Regions from separate parts of the Mus musculus genome. Here all the other regions are linked to region 1. Evidence: chromatin contacts called from public HiChIP or PLAC-seq data. All regions are on one chromosome and are shown on one strand. The core of a region is the stretch at or near the end of the contact, and the rest is flanking DNA. Distances in the headings are between cores, read along the strand shown.

What was found. HiChIP or PLAC-seq counts read pairs in DNA pulled down with a chosen protein or histone mark.
Region 2: an H3K4me3 HiChIP or PLAC-seq map of embryonic stem cells shows a contact between it and region 1, with 3 times the contacts expected there. The contact joins the promoter of Dnm3 here to the promoter of 2810442N19Rik in region 1. A contact is called at or near these places in 15 of 39 promoter capture datasets (3T3-L1-derived adipocytes, the C10 cell line, the HPC-7 cell line and 7 more), 1 of 484 Hi-C or Micro-C datasets (muscle stem cells), 4 of 115 datasets of contacts at active chromatin or transcription factors (embryonic forebrain, embryonic hindbrain, embryonic stem cells and 1 more) and 1 of 9 other capture datasets (pancreatic islet).
Region 3: an H3K4me3 HiChIP or PLAC-seq map of the 230-238 cell line shows a contact between it and region 1, with 20 read pairs. The contact joins the enhancer-like site here to the promoter of 2810442N19Rik in region 1. A contact is called at or near these places in 13 of 39 promoter capture datasets (the C10 cell line, the HPC-7 cell line, HPC-7-derived erythroid cells and 10 more), 2 of 15 datasets of contacts at CTCF or cohesin (CD8 T cells and large pre-B cells), 26 of 484 Hi-C or Micro-C datasets (the AML12 cell line, the G1E-ER4 cell line, MC3T3-E1-derived osteoblasts and 16 more), 20 of 115 datasets of contacts at active chromatin or transcription factors (the 230-238 cell line, the HPC-7 cell line, T-cell acute lymphoblastic leukemia and 17 more) and 3 of 9 other capture datasets (adipose tissue, liver and pancreatic islet).

What each region holds. Positions count from the first base shown.
Region 1 is chr1:162,002,769-162,007,161 of GRCm38.p6, forward strand. It overlaps 2810442N19Rik (RIKEN cDNA 2810442N19 gene), which reads left to right and starts at 2,201. Exons shown (of 3, transcript NR_040562.1): 1 at 2,201-2,566; 2 at 2,668-3,054. The region is part of intron 20 of Dnm3 (dynamin 3); the gene reads right to left.
Region 2 is chr1:162,475,431-162,479,823 of GRCm38.p6, forward strand. It overlaps Dnm3 (dynamin 3), which reads right to left and starts at 2,604. Exons shown (of 21, transcript NM_001038619.2): 1 at 2,233-2,604. The coding sequence starts at 2,393. Gm31985 (a long non-coding RNA gene) reads left to right here and starts at 1,236. Exons shown (of 3, transcript XR_373653.3): 1 at 1,236-1,445.
Region 3 is chr1:162,292,381-162,296,773 of GRCm38.p6, forward strand. Dnm3 (dynamin 3) reads right to left here. Exons shown (of 21, transcript NM_001038619.2): 11 at 3,172-3,258. Among named protein-coding and RNA genes, the nearest start is that of Mir214, 71 kb to the left of the region's middle. Within about 2 kb of position 2,046, at least 92 of the 459 cell types and tissues checked have an H3K27ac peak or open chromatin away from gene starts, as enhancers often do. A contact at or near this core is called in the 230-238 cell line, CD8 T cells, the HPC-7 cell line and 9 more, where this site is marked.

The DNA.
Region 1 (4,393 bases), core at 951-3,450:
GGGAATGTTTTTAAAAAGCAGTGGATGTTGGGCTTAGATCTTTTTACGGCCTTTCTTTGTGACTGCAACCATAGTGGCAGGGAGTAGGCAGGTCTTATGTTAGACCTGGGGCATGATACTTAAAGGTTTACCTGAAGGAAAATTTCATTCAGTCCTAAAATTATCTTTGAGATCACACTATGAACTTAAAAGCATACACACGGTCCAGAATTCGTCTTACGTTAGTATTCATTGTCAAGCAAGCTACCTCAAGGATTATAAAATGCCTTATATATTTTTCCCCACTGGACAATATAGCATACACCTATAATCTGAACACTTGAGAAGTAGGGGCAGGAAGATTAGACATTCAAGGCTGGAGGTGGCAATAAAGTAAATTCAGGGACACAGTAGACTATGTGAGACTTTGACTCAAAAAGTAAGAACAAAACAAAATAGCCAGATAATCAGGCTAAGTGCCTGTAAATCAATGTCATACTGAAGTGTGCAGATGAAGGGGACATCTAGATACTGCTGCTTCAGAATATCTAAAGCCAAATTCGAATGTTTATATGGTGGAGGCAAAAGGGATATTCGGTTGTAGACTAAGGCCATTTTCCTGATTATACTGAAAGCCAACTAAGGCCCTTCTCACGCTGTGTGCCTTTTTTGAAGTGGGAGATGGATCAGGATCTTACTGTGTGCCTCATGATGGCCTGAACTGGCTTTGTAGCCAAGGCTGGCCTTAAATTCATGATCCTCCTGCCTCAGCCTCAGCCTCAGCCTTGCAGGCTTATGGGGGGCTATAAGAGATCATGTCCACCTTTATTTTAGCTTGTCTCCGTTTCCAGACCTTTCCTTGAAGCTTTGGATATGTTTGTGGTAGAGTATCTAGGTTGGTTCAGTCTTCATTTTCTTCTCTCTCAGCTTCTATGTCATCCTTTCCACCAAAGAAAGGATGCTGCTTATTGGCGACTCTCATGTTGACCTGTGCATTCGTGGGGTTTCCGTAAGAGCAGGGAGGAGAGCCATTATACCTTGTTTCATTTTCTGGTGCTTAGATCACTCCCTGTGTGGGCAATTGGATCAAGAGGCTCAACGCTACCCCTGATGCTGAGACGTGGAGAAGTTGGCTAATTTCCCTTTTGATTATGCTCCGACCCCTGCTCCCCGCCCCCAGGGCCTGTGAATGGAATGGGTTCATGTGATTCATGGGAACCGATTATTCTGACTGAAAAACAAAGAGTGGATATTTCTCAGTGCTTGGTGGGAATGCTTAAAAATAAATTAGAGCATTTGGTATTTGTGGTTTTGCCTATCATGTGGCTCTGAAGCCTGAGGAGCAGCCAGATGCAAGGAATGAGGGAGCTGTGGTGTGGAGAGAGTCCCTGAATACCTCATGGCTTTCGACATTGCCCTGCGTTGGAGTTCTATTTTGGGCTAGTGCTGCCATGTGATCTAAACATGTAAATGCTCAAGTAATGTGGCGTCATTAAACATGTAGTGTCTCTCAGGCTCAGAGCCTTCCCAGAAACCCCCACTCTGGCCCTGACAACTCTAGCCTGACCAGAAGTGGAATATCCTTCTGGCAACAGCATTGGTGAGCCAGATGGAAACCATTTGGCAACTAAAGGGTGTAAATACGTGTTTAGATCCAGAGGTTTCCCCAGACAATGCATCCAGTATGTTTGGCATGGGTAGGCTAAGGAATGTCAGCGCCGGGCACTTAACAATTCTATGTTTAAGCATCGATAAATGCATGAGGAGCCAGCAGAGCCAACACGCGCTCAGCTGACTCCTTCCCTCCTTTCTTCCGCTGCTGCAGTTAGGCGTCCCAGGCACATTCACAGAGCAAGACGCTCCACTGACAAGTTTTAGTTTAAACTTCCTGTCTGCCGTGTAAGGTTTTTTTCTAAGTCTCACTTTTTAATCTCTCATAGTAGCCGGTGAGTTGGGGGAAAGGAAAAGAGGGAAATAAAGAAGCCTCCAGCAGCCTCTTCTTAAGAGTTTACTGCTGAGATAAAAGTTAGCTGTGAAAGAGGTGCAATTCATACACCGTGAGTCTCCGAGGCCTTGGAAAAATATCCCCTCTGACCAGGAATGCCTGAGCATGAAGCCTTCTTGAAAATCGCTTTTTCCTCCCAGCAAGGGCAATGAAAGAAACTTGAGCCCTAGCTAGCCTATGTGTGTCTGCAAGTCTGGATGTCTATTTACACATGGTAGAGCATTTCCCCGCTTTTCTCCGAGCTGACACCAGCTTGTATATAGGGACACTCGGTGGATTACAGCTGGTGACAGTTTACTGCTGACTGGCCACAGGAAAAATAATCGGAATCAATTACGCATTGTCCCTGGCCAGGGCCTCTGTCTTGGCTGTTGTCCTCTATCAATCAGGTGAACCCCAGGGCAGAACTGGGCACCCTGAGATGCAAAAGCGCTTGTCCTGCAGTGACGGAGCTTAGCGACTAAAGATCTCCAAAGGGAACAATGTCAGAGCTACTTGTTCTTGACACAAGACACGGAGGAAGCAGTTGTGTTTGCTTAACTGGAGGCCTGTCACCCGCTGCTTGGCTAACTGCAGTGTACGGTAGGAGGAGCTGTCTCCTGTCTGCGTTCGTGTTATTTGCGTTTTGCATGACGGGAATCTTTCCTAATTTCCCTTTTTGCTTTTACTTTCCTGCCACATAGGATATGTGGGAAAGATTCAGACCCAATGAAAAGAGAAAGGCAAACGTGAGTCTGCCTACACACCACCAAAGAGTTCACAGGTTCTGACCCGAGGAGACACCGGTAATGTATGTGGGCCTTGCCTAAACAGACCGCCAGGCATCTGAACTGTGGCCGAGTGGAAATGCCTGTGTAAAGTCGACTCTACTTCCTTAGTTAGGCCCAAGGAGGAAATCCCCAAAATAATTTGACTTTCACTTAAACCATATTGGAAACAGGACCTGAAGAGTGAAAGAAAACCTTTGACATTCGCCATTGCTTCCTTTCAGTGGACTAGTACATTGTCATAAGAATTGAAGCAGGATACTGGAATAAGAACCGTCATGTAAATAGATTGCACCTTTGGAGGTATATTTAATTAAAGTGGACACTTTTCTTTAGAGAACAGTGGTTTGAAATTTTAGTTTTATGACAACTAATGTTGAACCTGCAGCAGATTATTAATTACATTTGGAGGTCTCAGCACCAATTTATTTCTAATATCAAGGGTTGCCTCATGAGATACCTTGATTGTAAGAATTGTAAGAACAGCTTAAAGTTGTTCTGTCTTTAGCAATTATATTTTTGAGCTATAATATAGCTTGTTTTTCTTTTTTACTTTTAAATCTAGTTGTTGAAAAAAAAAACAAAACAAAAAACAAAAACAGTTCCCTGACAATCCAGACTGTCTGGGTATGATTTTTATTTTTTTCTGTAAGGAAGGCTGGCTAGTTAGGAGAACAGAGAGCTTGCCTCACAGCTGATGTCACAAATCGCAAGGTGATTTCACCACTTGTCCAAATGACACTTGGCTGCTAAAAACACCACAGTTTTAGAGAGCTGTCGAGGAGAGGAGAGGGTAAGTCAGGATGTTTCCGTGTGTGACCGCAGGGGAATGACTCCCAGGCTAGTCACACGGGTTGCTTAATTTCCATGTACTCTGAGCCCCTCGACTTCAAGGCTCGACAGCTTCCTCCTTCACGGCACCAAACCTTGATGTGAGGAACGCAAAGATAGAAGAATGATGGGTTGGGGTTTGTCCTGGCTTGAAATCTAGGGAACTTGCTTACAAAGATGAATAGAAACCTCAAATAAAACAAGGAGACTTTATACACCAAATAGAAAGAAAGGATGCTGTGCTAACTGTAACTTACAACAAATAAAATGTGTGAAAGAGTTGGGAGTTACGGTTAGGCAATGCAAGGCCATCAGAATCAGAGACCAAACATTTAAAACGAAATTATGATGAAAACCAATGGGCCTTAACTTTTGTAATATAGGGCATCAATTGTTTTGGAAAGGGGCCATGTACATCTTTCTGCAAGCAGTGTGCTCTGGTAAGTCAAAGAAACCATGGAAGACACCATGGAGGAGCTCTGGGTGAAGTCTTAGTGCTGCCCTGGGCCTATGTACACACCATGGGGGCTTTGTCTTCCTTGCAAGGCTCACAAGAACATCACTTAAAGGATCAGTTTTTGATTTCGGTCAGATGGGTTGAGCTAAAGCAAAAGCCAAATGGAGTGAACCAGGCTTGGCCATTTTTAAAAGAAACCATCAGAGATGGTGAACGAGGGTGGGTCCGAGAAAGTTCTTCTCTAGCTCGACTTTTTAAAAAGTGGAATATTGAGTGATGAGGTAGGTGAAGTCTGTTCTCCCTTGGCTAGAGACCCTTCCTCACACCCTTATCCCTTTTGACCATTGCAAAAGA
Region 2 (4,393 bases), core at 1,354-3,853, 470 kb after region 1:
GACCTTCTAATTAAGTTTTCTCCTTAATATATAAATTGCGCTAGACAGGGCTACTCTGCAGCTAGGAAAGGTTTTATATATTTACTAAATGAGCATATTCTATGTTTATTATCTTCTTATCAGCCTTACAGTCACTACTGGTAAAACTTTATAAAGTAGGGAAAATGTTTAACACATTCTGATAAGTGCTCTGATTTTTACAGTCCCCATTTTTCATTTTATTATGGAAGAATGCTCAGAATTAAATATGTTACTCTCCTGTGCCTCTGTTTTATCCTCATTATAGAAGAATGCAGCTAATGAGGGGAAATGTAGACATCTTCATTATACCACTAGGAAGACTGTTCTGATTTGCCAGCCTGGATGGCAGAACTGAGATATGTGCATACACTTTGCATTGAAATCAAAGGCACCGAGCAAAATATGCTTAAATATAAGCCGTTCCAAGGAAATTATAAGGAAGATGCATAAGAACATGGCTGTTGCGTTTGAAATATGATTTTAATCCTTAAAAATGAGTATCATTAAATAACTTCTTGCCTTGGACCAGAGGTCTGAGATGACGTAGGCAAAATGCTTTGCTATTGCTTTTTTTTTTTTTTTATTGAGCAAAAATTAATTATAAAACCAAGGAGAAATGATCCAGGGAACTAACTACGAAAGGGTAGCTGTCAACTGCGAGCAATTACACGGTCTTATCTTTCTAGTTCACATTGAAGCAAGAAAAACGAAGAGTATCTCCTGAGAGATGGAGCATCATTCGAGAAAAAGGGAAACGCACTTCGCAACACTCACACCCAAAAATGTGGGAGTAGTCAGCAGTACAGTTTACACATTGCCAAGCAATAACAAAAAGGAAGAAGGAGATGGAGAACCACAGCAGGAACCCTCTGCATCACAAGCCGCTCACCAGCCAAATAAAAGAACAAAGTGTAATCTCAGATTGCCCCATCCAGCCCACCGTTTTCATTGCTGCACCTTCTACCTGGTTTACTACTGGGAAACAGATTCCAGCCTTCAGGATGCACTCCTCACACAAGGCCATTAAGGTAACTCAATCCTTCCTGAATTGTTTGCTGGAAAAAACGTTGATTTCTGACTCAAAACAATAACAACTCTTTGTTGTTGTTTAAAATTGTGAGACATGAAGCTATAACTACAATTTGAATTCTGGATGTTATCTTGAAGACCCGCTGGATAAACAAGAGCTTAAGGAATGCAAGAGGATTGGTGGGGGGCGGGAGGGGGGAGGCGGCGCATGGCATAGAAAGAGTGCAAGAGAGATGCTGGTCAGTTCTGAGATGGTGCAGGAATGACAAGGCACCTGAACATCGCAAGTCCACGGTCATCCCTGGAGGTCTCGGGTTTTCAGTCATGCCTGAGCAGTGAATGGGTGCACACTCATAAACACACCACCGTTTATTCTTCAGCTCCCAAGGCGAATGGTAGGCAAGCATCTCCCCGTAAGCCTTCACCACAGGGATTTCGGGGTTCACACACCCCGCCTCCCCTGCTCGGGGCAGGCGATGACTGTTTCAAACAGTGTAAGCCTTCACCACAGGGATTTCGGGGTTCACACACCCCGCCTCCCCTGCTCGGGCAGGCGATGACTGTTTCAAACAGTGTAAGCCTTCACCACAGGGATTTCGGGGTTCACACACCCCGCCTCCCCTGCTCGGGCAGGCGATGACTGTTTCAAACAGTAAACAGCTGAGATGAGAGTCAGGGACAGGGGATGGGGGGCCGGGGCGGCGGGGGGGTGGGGTGGGGGAGAGGGGGGTGTGGACGAAGAAGGAGGGGTACATCCCGGCTGAGAGCTTCCAGGAGAGTGACAGGGAAAGGAGAGGGGTGTTGAGAAAGAGAACTGGCGACTGGAAAGCACCAGGCTGCGCTTCCAGGCTGCCAGGGGCTGGCGCGCACCAAGCCAGCGAGGGAAGTGGATCCCAGGGCGTACCCCGACTCCCCCACCGAGGGTGGGGAGGAAATGGCTTTGTATGGCAGGATGAAAGGCAGACAGGGGGTCACCACCGGGTAGAGAATGCTGGGGCGAAGGATGCTCAGAGCAAGGAGGACCCCGCCCGCTCTAGAAACACTAGTGCTCTGCCTCCAATCCGCTGCAGCCTCTAGTCCACCCTCGGGGCTCCCCACACCGTTCCATGTTCCAACGGCCTGAAGCACGGGGCTCCCCCCACCCCCACGGACGCGCCCCCACCGCGCTCCCGGTGCGCTCACCTGCCCACGAAATTCTCGAGCACTGAGCTCTTGCCGGCGCTCTGGCCGCCCACCACGGCGATCTGTGGCAGCTCTAGCAGACAGCTCTGTCCCAGAGCCGAGAAAGCGTCCTGCAGACGGTTCACCAGAGGGATCAGCTCTTCCATCTCCCGGTTCCCCATCTTGCCTGTGCGGCCAACTGCCCCACAGGTCCCTGTTCGACTGTGTGACCTGGCAGGCAGCCCAGGCCTCGAAGCACTTGTCCCGGTTGTCGCTGTGCGGGGCTCACACGGCGGAGTCCCTGCACCGATGTCCGATCCCTGCCTCCCACTGCTAGGATCCTGACAGCTCACAGCCCACGACGCGCTTGCGCAGCCCAGAGAGGCGAAGGAGGCGTGGCCTGGTCCTGAGACGGTCACGCCCACACCACGCCTCTCGCCCTGCTTCTCCCTAGAGTTTCCAATCCTACTGGCCTACGGTTGGACTGCCTCCCAGCTTCAGTCAGATGCCACTGCCCAGGCTAAAGGGCAGAGTACTGCACTTGGTCAAGGAAAAGCCTAAAATCACACCCAACAGGAATTGTTGTTCCTTTTGAAGGAGCTAAACCACACAGACGAAGCCTAGAGGAAAGCACTACCATCTACCATCAGCTAACAGCACGTTGACATCAGCTTCACCATGCACCACCACCACTGTACGCACCAGAATACATTTCCCAAAAGGAAATCTCACATTTCACCCCCTACTCCAAAACCCCAGATTGCTGTGGGATGCAGAGATAAACTGGCCTTTTAGAGTCAATCCCCATTAGAAAACTGGGTTACCTGACCTTATTGAAGTACTCATCATTACCAGCCTGTCCTACTCTACCTTCTGTAAGCTAAAGTGTAGTTCCTTGAACCTTTCTGTTCCCTACTCCTACCATACTCATTCTGGCTTTTAGAATTCCTTGCCTGAGCTAACTGTCCTTTTAGCTCCTGGTCAGGACAAAGAGATTGGCTGTTGAGTCCATTGTAACCACGCAGTCTGCACTCGATCCGTTAAATTTAGCACACTGAGAAGAGTCTGTGCCCGGAGATGGAGACACGAAGATAAATGGCCATGGTTCTTCACCTCCTTATCGTGGTCCTGTTTCCTGTGCATTTTGAATACTGATACCTCTCAGGATTTAGTGCGCAATATTTACTTGTCCTGCACATCTTCCATCTGATGATTGCCCAATGGCTTTAAGTAACCTAAAGACTAGAGACTACATAGGAAAATGTGTTGCATCTCTAGCACCCTGGGGTCTTCACTGTCACTTAGGCATCACCATTGCACTATTGCCCTTCTAGGACAACAGTGAACCAAGTCTGAGCCTGCCCCACGTTTCCTAGGCTCGGTGGCTCTCTGGATATGCTATATGATAGCTGAGTCAGTCTTTCACTTTTCATGCCTGCAAAACCAGTACCACATGGAGTACAGAGCCATGCTTTGCTGCCGGTTTGGGATGGAAACTTTGGACCACTATTGCAGCAACCTCTACGCACTGACCCTGAGGAGCTGGTGGCAGGGACGTCTGTGGCAGAAGAGGGTGGAGGCTGGTCATATTGCATCTATAGTCAGAAGGCAGAGTTAAACGGATGCTGATCATCAGCTACCTTTGTCCTTCCTAGGCAGTCAGAAATCTCAGAAATCCCAACACGTGGAGTAGTCCCACCTTAACTAACCTAGCTAAAGACACGCCCAGAGGTTTGTTTCCATGGTGATTCTAGATCCTTCCAAGGTCAATGTATTTGATATAAAGAAATGATTATGGTTAAATAAAGTCATAATGGTGGAACTCTAGTTTGAAAGAGCTAGTGTTCCTGTAATAAAAGACACCAGAGACCCAGCCCCATCTGCCATACAAAGACACAACAAGATGGCAGCCATCTTCCAAGCAGAAAGATGGCCCTCACCAGGACAGATCAGCAGACATCTTGACCTTAAACTTCCCAGCCCTGAGAACACTGGATAAAAGTGTCTTTTAAAGTTATGCAGACAATGGCATTTTGTTATACGATTCAAGCTTACTGCAGATGTAGGGTGTATTTAAAGGAACCTGTGATGGAAACCAGGGAGCAATGACTGCCTCTGCAGAGGGTCATGGATAGCATCTAAGAAGACATGGTCCTTGCTGGGTTCCTCCTGTACACCACTA
Region 3 (4,393 bases), core at 796-3,295, 290 kb after region 1:
GTGTGTGTGTGTGTGTACATATATATATGTGTGTGTGTACATATACATATACATATACATGTGTATATATATGTATATGTATATATATATATATACACACATACACATATATATGAAAAATGCAAGTTGGGACATGGAATAACTTATCAGGAAGACACTTGCTATCAAGCCTGAGCTTGATTTTTATAACTAATGTAATGGAGAGAACTGATTCTCACAGATTATCTTCTGACATATGTCATGGCAAACATGCACCTATACACACACACACATAAGCACACATGCACACATGCATACACACATACACACACTAAATAGTTTTTAAAAATGCAAATAACTAATAAATATTACATAGAAAGTAAGAGTCAAAGCTCAGACTTGCTGTCCACTGAGTCTAAGCTCAGAATCCATTATCTTAATAATTAGAGCTCCAGTGTCACAAGGGCTTAGCCTGGCATACTTCACAATGATGACATGGGGACTCATCTTGACTCAACCATAGCCTTCTTGAATCATAATCATTACACTTGCCCTAGACCACACTCCACACACTCTCATGTAGCTTCTCAGCTTGTTAGAAATACACAGCACTACCAGGCTGCTAGGAGTGTTAGGACCAGACTCAATGTCAATACTGGGCATGACTCTTTGATGTTAGCGTGGCACAACATAAGCATTTCCCAGCAAGAAGCAGCGCCTTTTGTCCTGGTCACTTTAGAAACTTATGTCTTCTGATGGAAAGCCTTGGCTCCACCTATGGTACTACAAGCCAGGACCACGCTTCAGCCAGAAAGTCTAGTATAAACTCAAGTCTGTGTAGTTACCGATCTGTCTGTTCACACTCTTCCATTTCATGAACTTTGGGGTTGGTTCTCGGACACTGGGACCTGGTTGTTCCAGAACAAATGCTAAACTGAACATGTTGTTTTAGCAAAACAGAAAAAGAAATGAAGAATAAATGAAGAATAAAAGTTCACATGAAAATGTCAACACCTGACCTATGTAAGGTCGCAAAAATGGTTCAAACGATATATTACTTTTTTTCTCAATATTGTTTTTACTTAGTATCCCTATGAATTAGGTTTATATACTACCATTTGAATGTTACAGCTGGAAAACACAAGCTAAAGTAGTATCTTATTTATTTATGATCATGTGTAGAGTTGACTCCTTTGAGATCAGGTCTGCAACGGGAAGTGTTTTTTTTTTTTTTTTCACTGTCAACTTGACACAACCTCATGTCACCTGGAAAGAGAGTCTCAGTGAGGGACTATATATATCAGGTTGGCCTGTGGCCATGCCTATGAGGGATATTTTTATTTCTTGGTTATTTGAGGTGAAAAGACTTACTCTGAGTGTGGATATTTAATAGTTGGGGCTCTGATCAGATTAGTGGGATCAAAAAAGGACATTAGTGGGATCAAACCACATAGACATTTCTCCCTGTCCTTGGCTGTGGGCATAATGTAAGGAGCTGCTTCCAGTCCCTGGCACCTTGGGAATTCTGCACTGATAGACTGTGACCTGGAACTGCAAGCCAAAAGAAGTCCTTTCTCCCCCAAGGGGCTTTTCAACTGGCTGATTTTATCAGAGCAAAGGAAATGAAACTGGAACAGGCTCTCATGTAGCCCAGCCTGGCCTTGAACTGGCTGCATAACAGAGAATGAACTTGAATTTCTAATTCTCCTGCCTCTACTCCCTAAGTGCTGCAATTTCAGGCATGTGCATTAGATTTTATAGAACTAGGTTTTATTGGCCCATTACATGGGAAGAGGGAACCTTTAGCTTGGGACTATATGTCTGGTCCCTGGCTTCGTTTCACTGGCTCATGAGTTAATGCTGGCTAAGTTACAATAACTCTATTCTCTGCTTTGGGCTGCTATCCAAGATTGTAAAAGCTGGAAAACAAGTGGAAATTATAAATAGCGGGCAGTTAATATTCAAAGCACACTGATAAAAAGTAGTCACAATGATCCCTGAGCTTAAGCAGGAAAATGGTTTCCACCAGGGTCCCTTGCAAATGTCACAGCCTGCCATGCTTCTGACACTGTCCCCTCACTTCCATCACCACCCACACATCTGCACTGACTCTATGGGAGCGTGTGTGTCTCTCTCCTGTGGTTTCTACTCTCTCGATATATTTTTTTCCTCTGCTTTTTTTTTTCTTCTTCCTCTACCCATCTGACCATCACAAAATTCTTGGAACACTGACTTACTGAGGCACTCAGAGACCATATAGAATGGCATCCCAGTTCTGCCCAGGGGGGGGGGGGACACAAACAACAGTTCTAAGAGGTGGTTTTCACAAGAACATGCTGTTATTTGGGAGAGAACACATGGCCTAAGTCCAGTGTTCCCTCCACACGATGCTTGCAGCTGTGTCGCGGAAGAGCATTTGAAAGTCAGTATTTCCCACTATCGTGTTGATAAGTAACTAAGAATAAAGCCATTTTGACATAAGAATTTGTTATTCTTTTCTCAAGTAAGTATCCTCCCTTAAAAATAATCTTTCCAAGTCAGAGAACTAGGGTTCAAAGATGCTTTCAAGGCCACAAGATGGCTCTGAACGTTTAAAAGATTCATTCCTCAATATTTTTCTTCACTGTACATTTCACAGGAAAGTTCATAGAAAACTACAAGTAAAACGTTTAGAAAAAAATTTAATATATTGGAGCACCCAGTAAGATGTGAAATATCCACATGAAAGAAAAAAATGCATTCTGTTTCTGGATTCCCAGTTAACCAAGAGCTGTGCATAGATGCTAGAAAGGTGCACATGATGGTCATAGAAGGTGGAGGGGGAAATAAGAGGCAGGCTGATCTTAGTTGTTGATTTGTTCACTGAGACAGAGTCTTACACCGAAGCTCACGCTGGCCTCACACTTGCGGCAAGCCCTCTGCCTTTGCCTCTCGAGAACCGAGATTGTGTGTCAGGCCCTGTACTTGGCTCTGACATTCTATTATTGATGTAAAACTTTTAGACTTCTATATTTGTTTATATTTTAGCATGCATGAGGTATTAGTATAGTAGTAACATATATACTTTATAAAAGGTAAATATGAGGTTATTATACGTTTCACTGTTCTCTCATTGAGGACTAAGGCCAACACCTTGGTAAAATCCTTCCACTCCCCACAAAGGACCCGGCCATCAGGCAAGTTCTCACTCACCTGGTCCTTTGTCTTCCCTTCTCTCTCACGGATGTGGTTAGCAACAATCCTTTCTGTTTCTTCACAGAGTCTGGGGAAGTTTGCCAGCTGTCAAGAAAACATGTCCGGGCATGAGTACCACACAAGTATTGTACCACAAAAACAGAAAGAGAAATGTGTGCTATTATTACAGAGGCTGTTCTGTCTGAGAGCAAAAGAGAGACATGAACTTCTGAAGGAGGAAAAACCCCAGCAGTCCTGTCAACTATGAGGAGACGCCTCAAACCAAGCACAGCTGTTCTCTAGAAACAAAGCAGAAACCCAGTGTCCTGGATAGATTATTGTCAACTGGACAAATGCTGAAGTTATTTGGGAAAAAGAGCTCCTAATAAAGAAAATACCTCTGAAAGATTTGCCTGTAGGCAAGTCAGTAGTGCATTTTTTTAAAATTAATGATTGATGTGAGTGGGCCTAGCCCATTGTGGGCAGGGCCTCTCATGGGCAGGTAGTTTGGGGGTATATAAGAAAGCAAGCTAATCCAGCCATGGGGAGCAAGCCAGTAAGCAGTACGCCGCCATGGTTTTGTCCCAATACCTGTCTCCAGGATCCTACCTTGATTGAGTTCCTGCCCTGACTTCCTTCAGTTATGCCCTGTGATGTAAAAGTGTAAACTGAACCAAACTCTTTCCTCAACAAGTTGCTTTTGGTCATGGTGTTTTATCGCAGCAAAAGAAACCCCAAGACACCAGGCAAATGCATGGAGGTATGTCAGGACTTTTTGGCTACTGAAAAAAAAAAAAATCAGAAAAGAAACAGCGGCTTTGACAGAGGCAGCAATATGAGGAAATAGAAAAAGAAAGACAGGCCAATGGCTATTCCAAGTAAATGGTGAATTTCAACGCTAAGAAAACACGTACACCTTAACAGTAACAAAATAGCACAATACAAGGAGGCAAGAACAAGATTCAAGTAGCAAACATGTAGTAGTCCTTGGGGGGAGGTAAACATTAAACTGCTTTAGTGATGCTGCTGAGGAAAAGAGAAGATACTATGCTGTCAAGTTGCTGTTATTTTTGTAAGACAACAGGTGAAGTTAGACTGAGCCCTGTGTGGTTTAGCTGAGAGTCAGTGAAGGAAGACTCCCTGAGGAAAATGTTGGAAATGTTTATCAAGAACCTCAAAGCATACACAATGTCTCCTGTCTCTGTCTCTCTGCCTCTCTGTCTCTTTGTCTCTCTGTCTC